Linked DNA regions of Mus musculus: region 2 is linked to region 1. The links are chromatin contacts, called in public HiChIP or PLAC-seq maps. All regions are on one chromosome and are shown on one strand. The core of a region is the stretch at or near the end of the contact, and the rest is flanking DNA. Distances in the headings are between cores, read along the strand shown.

Region 1 (3,900 bases), core at 798-3,297:
CCCCAGCCTGCTCATAAAGATGACTAATTCAGGCACACTACCTCACGCCTTTAATCCCAGTGCTTAGCAGACAGAATCTGGAGTTTAAGGCACATGGTGAGACCTTGTCTCAAATCAAAAAAAAAAAAAAAAAAAAAGCTTATCGTTTCTTTACATTTTTAGGTTTATGTTTATGATGTGTACAAGTGTGTCTGTGCATGTCTAGGTGAACGCAGATGCCCTCAGAGGCCAGGGGTGGCAGCGTCATTCCCCTGGAACTGGGGTCCTGAGGTGCCGGGTGGGTGCTGGGAACCGAACTGGAGCCTTCTGCAGAAGCTCTGGAAGCTGATTCACCATCTCTCCAGCCCCCATCTCTCTATCTGGTGCACTGCTGTCTTCCTCTTATTAAACTGTGTTCATTATTCATGAGAGTGGGGTGTGCGTGCCCAGGGTGCACATGGAGGTCAGAGGACAGCTGGCAGGAGTGTGTTCTCTCCACGCGTGGCGTCCCAAGGACCTGCCTCAGATCCTTAGATGTGGTAGCAGTGGCTTTACCTGCCGAGCCCCCTCTTGATCATGCATGTTTGTTCTCTCTCTCTTCTTTCTTTCTTCCTTCCTTTCTTTCTTTCTTTCTTTCTTTCTTTCTTTCTTTCTTTCTTCCTTCCTTCCTTCCTTCCTTACTTCCTTCCTTCCCTTCCTTCTTTCTTTTTCTTTCTTTCCTTCTTTCTTTCTCTTTCTTCTTCCTTTCTTTTTCTTCCCTTTTTTCTCTTTTTTCCTTCCTTCCTTCTTCCTCTTTCTTTCTTTCTTTCTTTCTTTCTTTCTTTCTTTCTTTCTTTCTTTCTCTCTTTTTCTTTCTCTTTCTTTCTTTCTTTCTTTCTTTCTTTCTTTCTTTCTTTCTTTCTTTCTTTCTTTCTTTCTTTCTAGACAGAGTGTCTCTCTATGCAGCCCTGGCTGTCCTGGAACTCCCTGTGTAGACCAGGCTGGCCTCCAACTCACAGAGATCTGCCTGCTTCTGACTCCTGAGTGCTGGGATTAAGGTTGTGTGCCACCCAGCCTGCCCCGTGTATATTATTTAAGGAGAAATGTTTAGGTAAGATTTTGGCCTCCCTGGTCCCTACACCCTTTGCTGTTCCAGGGTTGCTCATGGAGCCCCTTAAAATTCCTCCCATGGTATGACAGGCCATGCATTCAGGTTGCCTGACAAACTTGGGTTCTTACCTGGATCTGTCATTTCCTGTGTGACCTTGGGCTAGACCCTTGGTCTCTCTAAATACTAAGTAATCTCTCTTATGTTCCACAGGACCCAGCACTATGTAGTAGGTGACTACAGCCTCTGTCTTTGGGGAACTTTTATTTTGGTGGGGGGGTTGTGGGGTGTGCACAGACATAGTAAGCAAGCAAGTAATTTCCGAAGGGTTAACCAAAAGTCACGGAACAAGGGAATGTGATCCACACTTCAGAGGAGAGAGGTGGTTTCTTTTTGAATAGGGTGATCAGAAAGAAAGTGACATTCCAGGCAGGGCATGGTGGTGTACACCTTCAATCCCGGCATACTGAGGCAGAAGATACTGAGGCAGAAGTGGCTGGATCTCTGTGGATTTGAGGCCAGCCTGGTCTTTATGGCGAGTTCTAGGATAGCCAGGGCTACATAGAGAGAGGCTTTTGCTCAAAAAAAAAAACAAAAACAAAAACAACAACAACAACAACAACAACAAAAAAACCCAAAACCCAAAAAACAAACAAACAAACAAACAAAAAAAAACAAAACCAAAAAAACAACAAAAGAGAAAGTGCCATTTATTCTGAGTCCTGGCTGAGTGAGTTTGGTGCAGGGAGCCGCGCTGCCAAGAGCAGAGAGGGAAGAGGCGAAGTCAGAGCATGGCCGGGGTTACAGCACACAGCTCCGGATGCGGCAGGGGACCAAGCAGAGAGCATCCAGCCGACGCTCAGGATACAGTAACCGTTAGGTCTGGCAACGCTCCCTGCTCTCCTCCTTCGGGGACCCTCCTGGCTCTCCCCTTACCTCTCCGCCCAGTCTTCACCACCACCATTCCCGGATGGCAGGAAAGGGACCGATCCCAGCAGCCAGGAAGCCCCATCCCCCACTCTCTCCTCCCTCCTGTCTTCCTCCGAACCCTCCCACCGCAGCCCAGTGATTTTCCTGACTCTTCACAAGGCGATTTTATTAAACATCTCGAAAAAATATTCTCTCACTCCCTCTCTCTTTATTTATAAAAATCAACTTAGCACCCTGCTCCTTTGTTCTATTTGGATTCTGGAACAGCCTGGTTTATATTTAGCCGAAATCCCGCTCCTTTCCCCACAGATTCCGGCTCAGTCCCAACTACAGGGGCGCGGAGGGTGGAGGGGGGGGGGCTCAGGGGGTTTGCAGGGTTGCTCCCTGCGGGAGCATCTTTTGCATGCTATCTAGTGATCCCAAGTAAGCCCAGGCTGGGCTAGCTTCTCTGTCATCCCATCACTATCCCATACAGATGTCCTCAAGAAAGAGAGGAGCCGGGCAAAGGGCAAAGGGAATAGAAAGACCGAGCCCCAATCCATAGCCAGGCTCTGAGGGGCAGAAGGTATTTGTGTGCGGGTCGGGGTTCAAGTTCAAACTCTCCTCGTCCCCCCTCCCACCAGGCTTGTCCTCGTCACCCCCACCCATTTGGCTGCTGAGCAGAGTCAGAGGGTGTCAACATGCTTATACGCTTGAGATGGCAAACCCGGACTATCCTACAGGATAGAGCGAGCACCAGGAGCTGCTCCACACAGAAGCCGCTTCTTCCGCAAAGCCCTCCCAGATTGAGCCCCATCTATTCAACTGACACTGAGGTTCCAGAGATAATGAGCCAGGGTCTCCCAAGACCCGGGCTTGAGCAGGAATCCGGAGGTGGACAAAGCCCCAATTGTTTTTCTAAGAATACACTAGGCCTGCTCTCCTTCTAGAGCCAAAGAAGCACTTGGCGCATGGGGACCCCACGCAGAGTCGTGCTTACGGCTGTATCTGGGGGTCAGAGGAGAGCTTCCAACACATGCTTACAAGATTATTTGGCAAGGCCTGGGTTCGATCACCAGTACAACACGGGGCGGTGGCAAATAAATTGGACCGGTGGTTATAAAAAAGGGGAGAAGGAAGGAAGGAAGGAAAAAAGGAAGGAAGGAAGGCAGGCTAGATCCAGATGTAAAGTTGGGTTGGAAAGGGGCTGTATTGGGTATTCTGAAGTAGTGGGAGGGGGCAGTACCGAGTAGCTAGAATTGACACACATTAGATAAGTGAGGATGTCAAACAGTCAGTTAAGAATTTTAATAAAAGCAAAGTAATTCTCACAAAAGAAAATACGCAAGTGGCCAATAATAAAAATGCAAAGATGCTCAAATGTCTCGACGTCAAAGCACAAATTAAAACCACCAGATCCTACCAACAACGTAGAATGCCTACACAGAGGGTAAATATCTTCAGGCACACCCATACAGTGATCAAGTCGTATTCAGGGATAAGAAGGAATGGATGCCTATAGACGGTAAAATGCAGACGAACCTCAAAAGCATGTTTTTACCAGGTGTAGTGGCACATGCCTGCAATCCCAGCACTTGGAAGACTAAGGCAGAAGGATCAGGAGTTCAAAGCCAGCCCTACTATATAGTGAGACTCTGTCTCAAGGAGGGGGAGGGGAGGCGAAGATTAGGGCTGGAGAGACTGTAGCAGTTAATTGTACATGCTGCTCTCACAGAGGACCTGAGTTCAGTTCCCAGCACCAACCCCAGGTAGCTCACTACTGTACCTCCAGTCCCCAGGAACACATCATCTCTGGGCTCCACAGGCATCTGAATTCACATGTGCGTGCACGCACACAAACACCACACACACACACACACACACACACACACACACACACACACACGTACACACACATAAATTTA
Region 2 (3,900 bases), core at 710-3,209, 260 kb after region 1:
ACTAATCAAGGCACTCACCTGTAGCCTGACAGGCCAACAAGTGCTGGCGACTTGTGCTCTCCACTTACTGACAGAGTTGCAGATGCCCCAACCACACCTTGCTCAAGGGCTCGGGGATCCTCAGTTAGAGGCTGGAGCTTGCGTGTTATCCACTTGATCCACTGAGCCCAAGAAGTACCTTTCTTTCTTTTTTTTTTAAGATTTATTTATTTTATATATGTAAGTACACTGTTGCTGTCTTCAGACACACCAGAAGAGGGCGTCAGATTCCATTATAGATGGTCGTGAGCCACCACGTGGTTGCTGGGATTTGAACTCAGGACCTCTGGAAGAGCAGTCAGTGCTCTTAAGCGCTGAGCCTTCTCTCCAGCACAAGAAGTACATTTCTATTATAATTTGGCAACCCCAACGTACTTTCGTTTTGCTTCTGTCTCTCAACCCTACATCTGCAACCCACGGAATGGTCACCAGGTTCTTTCCATTCTGTCATGTGGCGTCCTGGGCTCCACTCGATTCGATTCTCTGTTCTTGTTTCTCTCTAGCCAAAAACAACAAATGCGAGGACTTCATCTGCAACTGTGACCGTGAGGCCGCCATCTGCTTCTCCAAGGTCCCGTACAACAAGGAATACAAAAACCTTGACACCGGGAAATTCTGTTAGCCTGTCACCTCACTTCCTGCCCACGCCGACCCCGCCCACCTTGCTGTCTTATTTCACCCTGCGCCCTCTAATAAAGTACCTGCTGTCAGAGCCTGGTTTTGGTGATTGTTATCTCTGTCCACCGAGCAGGGCTAGATCCTCAGAGGAAAGCATTCCGTCTAGCCTTGGAAACGCAAGATGAAAGAGAACATTTCCAGGAATCAAGCGCCTCCTAGAATGGACGATAATCCGGGTGATGGTAGTGCACACCTTTCATCCCGGCACACAGGAGGCAGAGGTAGGCAGGTTTCTGTGAGTTTGAGGCCAGCCTGGTCTACAGGGTGAGTTTCAGGAATAACCAACTGTCTTGGAACAAAAGAATAAGAAAAGTGGCTGCTGGTTTGCAATCACGATCAATGGATTACCCTGCACACAGCCTGTGCCTCTCTAAGGTCTCGATCGTCTGCTGTATGGCGACTATGAGGAATCTTGTTTTTCTAAGCTGAGACCCGGTCCGATAGTAGGATGGGAAGCCGGCTCTGATTTGTTTGAACCAGTTTTCATCTGAGCTCATCCTTCTGCTTCTATTTGCAATAATCTCAACCCAGTCTTTTTATTTGTTTGTTTTTGTTTTTCCTTCTTTGAGATAGCCCGGTTGGCCTGGAACTCATTATGTATGATAATTTTTTGAGACAGGGTTTTACCGTGTATTCCTGGGACTCACTATGTAACCCAGTCACTCGTTTCCAGGTGACAGGCTAAGCTTAGAACCTCAATCTTCGGAAGTCTCCCGAGCTTGTGAACCCTAAGGAGGCAGAGTGAGGCAGCTTAGCCACCTTTGAATCTCTGGCTCCCAGGGTTCTTTGGAAACCCCTGCTGAGCGTCGAGGCTCAGAGTAGCAACCCTAATCCTCAAAGAACTGTGAAGGCCCTGCGGAAAGAAGCTGGAAGCTTAGTGTATGGCAGAAAAATAGGCAGTCAGGCGTTTGTTCCCATAGTTCTTTCACGTGATTGAAACAAAAGAGAACGGAGAACACAGCTCAGGTGACAGTGTGCTGGCCTAGGATGCAGGAGGCCCTGGGTTCGACTCCCAATAGCTAATAAACCTGGGCATGGGCGCATGCCTGTAATGTACCCAGCACCCAGAAGGTGGGGGCAGGAGGATCAGGAGCTTCGGGTCCCCTTAGCTACAGAGTGAATTAGAAGCCAGCCTGACATACAAAACACCAGATCGTCTAGACCTGCGCACAGCCTGGTTAATCTCTGTCCCTGTCTCCCCTGTCCCGTGCGCACAACCTGGTTAATCCCTGGTTCCCCAGTCAACGGATTTCGGAGTCAGGTGTCTGATTGGCTGCTGTGAGGACACGTGGTTCTTGATTGCCCCTCCCCTTCACCTCCCTCCCCCCCAACCTCCTCTGTCTCTCTCGCGCGCTCTCTCTCTCTCTCTCTCTCTCTCTCTCTCTCTCACTTTAGTTATCCACCCCTCCCTTCCCAAAGGTCAGGCCAGGCCACCTGCGCAGGCACTGTGATCCGTGACCCCGGTAGTAGCTCGTAATTGCTGTCCAGAATCCAGCTGGAAGGGGGTAGAAGTTTGAACATGAAACCCCACATGGTTTCTATCCTGGTAAGGGTGAGAAATGGGAGAAAGGAGGTGCTGTAGTGCTAGTGGGCTGCGTGACAGATGCCTGACCGCACAGGCAAAGGCGAGAGGGCTTTGGGCCAGGAGGCATTGTTCACCAGCCACTGTGTGGGTTCAGAGAATTGAACCCTGGTCCTCTGGAAGAGCGAAAGTGCTCTTAACTGTTGAGCCCCTTTGACACACATCTGGGAAGGGAAAACCTGGAAAGGATTGTCCCTGTTGTATTGTCCTGTAGGCATGTCTGCAGAGCATTTTCTTGATGGATGAAGGAGGGTCCAGCCCACTGTGGGCGGTGTCATCCCTAGGTAGGTGGGTGTGGGCTGCATAAGAAAGCATTCCTCCAGCCGGGTGGTGGTGGAGCACGCCTTTAATCCCAGCACTTGGGACGCTTCTGCTTCAAGCTCCTCTTGGGCTTGCCTCAGTGATGGGTTGTAATCTATAAAATGAAATAAACCATTTCTCCCCAAGTTGCTTTTGGTCATGGTGTTTAGCACAGCAGCACAAAGCAAACTAGGACCATGTTTCAGGATACTTTCAGGATACTTGCTTTTCACGTTTTTTCTTTCTCTTCTTTTTTTTCTTTCTTTCTTTTTTTCTTTTTCTTTTTTTTTTTTTTTTTTTTTTGATGCTGTTGATTGAACTTATGGCTCCACACATGCTAGGAAGGCTGTTAACAGTAAGCTACACACAGAGAGACACCTGCCCTCGAGTAATGTCATCTTTCAAAAGAAATAATAGTACCTATTACTATATATAATATATATTTAACATATATATTATATATATATCATGGACTTGTGGGGCTGGGATGTGAGGAAGTAGGTCATAATATGCTTCCTAAGTGTGTTGTAAATGATGTTGAATATTTTCCTAAGGATGGGTCTTAGTTTTAGTTTGTCTTGGCTCTTTAACGTTTGTGACTTGGTTTTGTTTTGTTTGTTTTTTGAGACAGGATCTCTCTGCCCTGGCTATCCTGAAACTCACTCTGTAGACCAGGCTGGCCTCGAACTCGGAGATCCGCCTGTCTCTGCCTCCTGAGTGCTGGGATTAAAGGTCTGCACTGCCACCACCTGGTTGTGATTTGTTTTTAACTAAAGTATATAAAAAGAAAACGAAGGGTCTGGAGAGATGGCTCAGTGGCGGAGAGCACTCATTGGCTGCTCTTTCAGAGGTCCTGAGTTCAATTCCCAGCACCACATGACAGCTCACCATCTACAATGAGATCTGATACTCTCTTCTGGTCTTCACATGTACAGACAAAGTACCTATATACTAAAATGCATATAAACAGATCTAAAAAAAAAAAAAAAAAGGTTGGATGGGGTAGTGCATGCCTTTAATCCCAAGAGGCAAAGGCAGGCTGGAGAGATGGCCTAGCAGTTAAGAGCCCTGCCTACTCTCTCAGAGTACAGTTCCCAACATGTTCATTCGGCCACTCAAGAGCTGAGATTGCTGCCGAGGCTGGAGCAGGGTAAGTGTGGGTCCCCTGCCCTCATCTCAGGCACGAGTCTTTCTGAAGTAGAGTGTGCCTCCCCTGTGCCTCCTGTCTTGGGGTACACTGATTCTTTCCAGTGAGGGCTGTAATCAAAAAAGTCAGCTGAGGAGCCCACAGGAATTAGCCA

The links. HiChIP or PLAC-seq counts read pairs in DNA pulled down with a chosen protein or histone mark.
Region 2: an H3K4me3 HiChIP or PLAC-seq map of craniofacial prominence shows a contact between it and region 1, with 4 times the contacts expected there. The contact joins two enhancer-like sites. A contact is called at or near these places in 2 of 39 promoter capture datasets (cranial neural crest and maxillary cranial neural crest), 10 of 115 datasets of contacts at active chromatin or transcription factors (the 230-238 cell line, bone marrow-derived macrophages, craniofacial prominence and 4 more) and 3 of 9 other capture datasets (adipose tissue, liver and pancreatic islet).

The regions. Positions count from the first base shown.
Region 1 is chr5:115,213,089-115,216,988 of GRCm38.p6, forward strand. No RefSeq gene overlaps it. Among named protein-coding and RNA genes, the nearest start is that of Cabp1, 21 kb to the left of the region's middle. Within about 2 kb of position 2,048, at least 74 of the 459 cell types and tissues checked have an H3K27ac peak or open chromatin away from gene starts, as enhancers often do. A contact at or near this core is called in craniofacial prominence, where this site is marked.
Region 2 is chr5:115,473,967-115,477,866 of GRCm38.p6, forward strand. It overlaps Pla2g1b (phospholipase A2, group IB, pancreas), which reads left to right. Exons shown (of 4, transcript NM_011107.2): 4 at 543-756. The coding sequence ends at 661. Among named protein-coding and RNA genes, the nearest start is that of Gm42007, 8.5 kb to the right of the region's middle. Within about 2 kb of position 1,960, at least 136 of the 459 cell types and tissues checked have an H3K27ac peak or open chromatin away from gene starts, as enhancers often do. A contact at or near this core is called in craniofacial prominence, where this site is marked.